Regions from separate parts of the Sus scrofa genome. Here region 1 is linked to region 2. The links are chromatin contacts, called in public Hi-C maps. All regions are on one chromosome and are shown on one strand. The core of a region is the stretch at or near the end of the contact, and the rest is flanking DNA. Distances in the headings are between cores, read along the strand shown. Region 1 has its middle 70 kb from the start of LSM3. Region 2 has its middle 43 kb from the start of SLC6A6.

What was found. A called contact is a pair of places that touch in the nucleus more often than the background predicts.
Region 1: a Hi-C map of alveolar macrophages shows a contact between it and region 2, with 2.0 times the contacts expected there. The contact joins two enhancer-like sites. A contact is called at or near these places in 2 of 5 promoter capture datasets (both in liver), 7 of 47 Hi-C or Micro-C datasets (alveolar macrophages, blood, embryonic fibroblasts and 3 more) and 2 of 2 datasets of contacts at active chromatin or transcription factors (alveolar macrophages and skeletal muscle).

The regions. Positions count from the first base shown.
Region 1 is chr13:70,276,996-70,279,695 of Sscrofa11.1, forward strand. No RefSeq gene overlaps it. Among named protein-coding and RNA genes, the nearest start is that of LSM3, 70 kb to the right of the region's middle. Within about 2 kb of position 1,271, at least 9 of the 83 cell types and tissues checked have an H3K27ac peak or open chromatin away from gene starts, as enhancers often do. A contact at or near this core is called in alveolar macrophages, where this site is marked.
Region 2 is chr13:70,175,836-70,178,535 of Sscrofa11.1, forward strand. No RefSeq gene overlaps it. Among named protein-coding and RNA genes, the nearest start is that of SLC6A6, 43 kb to the left of the region's middle. Within about 2 kb of position 1,411, at least 7 of the 83 cell types and tissues checked have an H3K27ac peak or open chromatin away from gene starts, as enhancers often do. A contact at or near this core is called in alveolar macrophages, where this site is marked.

The sequences.
Region 1 (2,700 bases), core at 21-2,520, 100 kb after region 2:
CAGAAACTGGGGCTCTAAGTAGGTAGTGATTTGAAAGACACCCAGAAAGCCAGCCCTTCCAGATACTGTCCTCACTGGCTGGCCATACACCCTGGAGATTGCAACATGCTGTAGGAAACACGTGTTACTTGTGAGGGAGAACATCTGTTTACACAAATCACTCATTTGCCTGTTAATATGAGGGGGCATGGGTTAATTAACCCTTCAACTTAGCTAGCACATAGGAGGCGCTCCCAGGAAGGAGACAGGAAGAGTAGTGCTGGTAAAGAGAACAGCAAGAGCTGGTGTGAGGAGGCCTGGTTGGGGTCCCACTGTTGGAAGCCCTGAGCATCATGGGGCCCCAGGGGGTCTCAGGACACCAGGGAAGGAGAGACAGAAGGAAGGAGTAGGAAGAGCCTCCAGGTCCCCCACCCAGCAGGGTTCCTGCAAGTTACCTTTTCAGACTGAAATTTCCTCCTCTGCTGGAGAAAAGACCTGAGGCAGAGCCCTCCACGTGAGGGTCCTGGGAGTCCAGGACCCCCTAAGTCTAATCTTCCAAGATTTTCATGGAGTCCAAGAATTGTGAGAATATATTATTAAATATTGTCTTCCCATGGTATTTTTGAAAATTAATCAAAGATATTGTAGCTCAAAGGCTCTGTTTCTAGGCTCCAAGAGTTTAAAATTTGATGTTCTCCAGGGTCCAAGCTTTTAAATTCAGTCCTTATGAGACTGCATGAATCCATCATATTTTCTCACCTAGACCCATAGCTGTAACCTCATAACCGCAGTGAAGTCAATGATTTGTTTGTGTGCTATCTGTACTATGATTTTTCTTTAAACTTAAAATTTAAATTAAAATTTAAAACCTTTATTTTAACCTAACCTTATTCTAAATAACAATAGTATCTGTGAAACCATGGATCGGATGGAAAAAAAAAACCCTGCTATTTTTCTAAAAACATCCCAAAGAAGCTTTGGTAATGTAGGTCCCGGCGCTCCCAGAAGCCATCTCAGTCACCATGAGCAATTTGGATACCACATTTCAGAAGCTACTGTCTAAAGTGCCAGCCCCTTATTCCTCAGGGAAGGAAGCATAGAAACATCTGCTTGCAAGTGGGAAGCAGGTCGCCTGTAGGGCAGTGTTTGGGCACTGAGAATATGAGGTCCACCCACCCATGGGTCTCAGAGGAAGGCTGTGCAGTCCTGCTCTGGGTGGAGGTCACAGTTGGGAGGCTGAATGCCCTCCTGCTCAGCTCTCAGGTTTGAGACCAGTGGGCTGGAACCACTGGGGGACACTGTGTAACATCACCATCTAGTGGCCAAAATGCAAAAGCTCCGAGGAAAGAAGCAGAGATGGGATAGCTCCTGGATTTGAAAAAGGTGTAGACCAACCAAGACAGATGACTGAGAGACAAAGCAATCTGCAGCTGATCAGTACAGAAACAGCTTAAGTGTCCATCCAATGGAGCACTGGTTAAAAAATCATAGTATATTACACGGAATAGTATGCAGGCATTGCCAAGGAGGTTATTGAGATATGTTGCTAATGTTGAAAGATGCTCCACTGAGTGGGGAAAAAGAGCATGAATCAAAGCAACTCCATACAACCTGTGTAAGTGAGAATATAAATCCACTTTGGGTCCATCTAGGAGAGAATGTCTGATACTCCCCATCTTCCCTGTGGCAATAAATGGACCTCATTCACACAGCTGCTCAAGCCAGAAACCCAGCATCTCTTAGCCCCTTTCCCCCACCCTTACACCCACTCCAGTTTCCCTGCTTCTCTCCCTCTCCGTGGCTACCACCTTGGGCAGACCCAGCATCACCACTGCTTCTCCACCCCACAGCCAAGAGAGATGTCCTGAATGACAGCCAGACCATCCTGCCTGCCCCCTAACCTGATTAAAATCTTCCAGCAGCTTCCCGACTCACATAGGATACAAGCCAACTCCATTGGCCTGGCCTTCAGGCCTCTGCCAACCTCTTCCCACAGCCATGACCCTCTTTCACTCTGTTCCTGCTCCCTGAGCTGCTGTCACTTGTCACTCAGAACCCCTGAGTCTTCGCATGTGCTGGCTCCCTACCCTGAGACACTCTTGGCTCTGCTGCTCTCCAAATTTCCACTCGGAGTTCAGGCCTGGGAACAGAGTCACCTTCCTAGAAGTAATGGGATTTCGTCTTTGTATTTTCTGATTTGTTTGGTAACAAGTATTATTTTGATATCATCAGAAGAAAGTCAAATTATATTCATTTTAAAATAAAGTCAAATTTATTGACTACTGGCAGACGATGAGTTAAAGAAGGGGAAGGTCTGTGTGGGCTGGAAGCCTGGGGAAGGTTTCCAGGGAGGTGAGGATTGGAGGAATGGAAACATTAAGCATGGGAAAGAGAACAATATTCCAGAAAGGAAAACTGTGAACCAAGGCATGGAGCAGGGCAGGGGCAACTGGAGGAGATTTTATCTGCCTGGCATGTTTAATTCTGGTGGCAAACCCTCTTCTGCTCTCAGGATCCACCCTTCCCACATTCTCAGACCATGTGTTCCAGCGAGGCTGATTCTCGGTATGCGCATGTGAACTGGCCTGGGCCTGTGAGAGTATTTCCTGGGATTTTTGCCTCATCTATTGAAATGGGGTGTTGTCTTTCCACTGGCAATACCAAGGTTGGGGGATATATGCCAGATCTTCTTTGTCATTGCAAAAGAAGAGCTTCCCTGAG
Region 2 (2,700 bases), core at 161-2,660:
AGCCTCATTTTCCTCATCCACAGTATGAGATAATCAGTCCTGCCTCATCGAACCATTGTCACAAGAAATCTCAATCCAGGGGGGTTCTGCACTGAATCCAGTTCCTAGATGTACTTCTTTGGGTTTTAACAATTTTGAGTTAATTGCTATGAATGAAGATTTTGGAAGAGCTGACATTTTGCAAACTTGAATGTCTGCTTTATCTGGAAAACATGGCGAGGCGGAGCCACCTCAGGGCGGTTATCTACTGACACTTGGAGCTGAAAGGCATGACCACCCCTTGCGTGGGCACGGCTCCCAGGGGCAGCTCCCTGTGGGGGGGCTGGGTGTGAGACCCAGCATCCTCTGGGCACATCCCACCCTCTTGCCAGATGAGGGGGCCGAACCTCCAGGATGAGGCTGGGAGCACCAAGGAAGCAAACGCGTTGGCAGGAAGAGGGACTTTCAAGGAAACCCAGGCAGAGGTTTCCTTCGGAAGCCACATTCTGGCCTGAGAGTCCATGGGGACTCACCCTTCTCATTCCAGGAACAGAAATCGATTGTGGGAGAGCTTGTGGAATGCCCTGGACTCAAAGGCAGTGAATGAGATTTTGAAAAGGCTGCTCGATGATGCTTTTCTCAGCAGCTGGCAGTAATAAAGTAAAATCGATCCAGGGCTTTGAACAAAAAACCCTTCGACCCTTGCCAGAGAATGTTTGTCTCATCCGTCTACCAGGCGAGCAACAAGAGTTGTTGAAATGCAGCTGGGGTCCAGCCATGCTGGGCTGAGGGTCTTCTGGCAGCCCCCATGCCTCTCAGACTGCCCATTACTGCCTGAAGAGAGGAAGGGATGGTGGCAGAGCTGCTGAGTGGTCCCCATCCTTGTCACTATTCTCATGGGCATAGCGTGTCCACACCTCTGGATGTGGACGGATAGATGGAGCACCACAGAGGCTTTATCAGCGCATCTCAGCCTCAGGAATTGGCCTCCCCACCTCCCCCTGCTGTCAAGTCCCAGCTTCATGTCTCATGGGCTGTGTGACCCAGGGTGAAGTGGGTGACCTCTCTGGGCCTGTTTCCAAATTTGTAAAGCCAGACTGCTCAGAACCCCTGTGCCCAGGTTGACATCAGGATTAAATGCAGTAGACCCATGTGGAAGGCTGGCACACAGTCTAGCCTTTGGTTAACCAGTCAGTTGCCCTCCCACCGATGCATCCTGAGTTTTTCCATCTCCTGGCCTTTGCCCACGCTGTTCCCTCCCCCATTCTGTTCCTTCTCCCAAAGCACATTGCCCACTGCCCTCCTGCAGCCTAGATCTCAGCCAGACTGGAGTGCCCACAGGATAGGGGTCCCCAGCAGTGCCCAGGGCCAGAACACAGAGGACCCGGGAAGCCCTTGCCGGATGTGGTCTGTGGGTGACAGGTCTCCAGGGCACACTTCCTCCTCTCCGTTGAGGGGAAGAACAAATCTGCCCCAGGGAAGGGGAGGGTGTCAGAGCAGGAGACAGACCTGCAGCGGAGGGACATGTGCCTCTGTGTGTTCACCCACCAACACAGCTCAGCTCTCCATCTCCTCAGCCCTCCAGGCCAGCCCACCCTCGTCCCCTTTTTGGTGACTGCAGGCCTCCTCCCATGCCCCCCACCACCACCTGGGACCCTGGGACTCTCCCCCACCGCTGGGGAAGCATGAATGGCACTGCGGCTGCAGAAAACCATTCAGCAGTTTCTCATAACCAATCAACCAGCACATCTAGGCCTGGGCAATGACTAAAGAGAAATGAAAACATACGTTCCTGCAGGACTTGTACAAGAATGTGAATGGCAGCACTCTTGCTAAGAGCCAAAAGCTGGAAATAGCCTGGTTGTACATGTCCACAGGGCAGTGAAAACAGACAGACAGATGGAGGATGCCTGGGATGCCCAAGCCAGAGGGTCCCCCAAACCATGGACCACCATTTAAATGTCATTTATACAGACTCTAAATCAGGGGTGTGAATCTGTGGGTTTGGAAATAGGAATAGGGATTGCCACTATTTGGGGGGAGGGCAGGGCATGACTGGAAGGACCACCTTTTGAGGTTGGAAAGGTGCCATCTCCTGACCTCAGGTGTGCATACTTTGGCTCTGAGGATATCACTCAGTTTGATGAATGCTTCAGGAAAAATCAAAAGAAAGAGCCCCCCAAACACTGAGCTCTCCTTGCTTTGAACCAGCCCATGCACGGCTGGCTGGCACTGCGCCCACACGCCTCCCAGCCTCTGCGATCACCCTACCCCAGCTCTGTCACTCACCTCTTCCTCCCCACCACACAGACCCCTGGGCTTCCCTCAGACCCTGAGCTCCTGTTCAGGGTACCTTCCCCCAGCCCTTCCTGGCTGGCTCCTTCCCATCATTTAGGTCAAGGTCTCCTCACCCAAGACCTGGTTATATTTTCACCCTAACTTGGAGAACCATGTGAATGTACCTTGACTGTTTATACGCCCATATATTTATCTGGCCGCAGGCCTGAGTCCACAGGGTCCAGCACCGTATTCCCAGGGCCCAGAGCAGTGTCTGGCCCATGGCAGGTGCCCCCAGACCTCTGCTAAATGAATAAATGGGGCTGTAGCCCCCACGTGTGGGGGCGCCCCTCCTACACACATCCACAAACTGCAAAACTACTGTTTGTAGCTGGGGTTAATGCCCCCACACCCCTACCTTGGGACTGCATTCAACCCCACAGG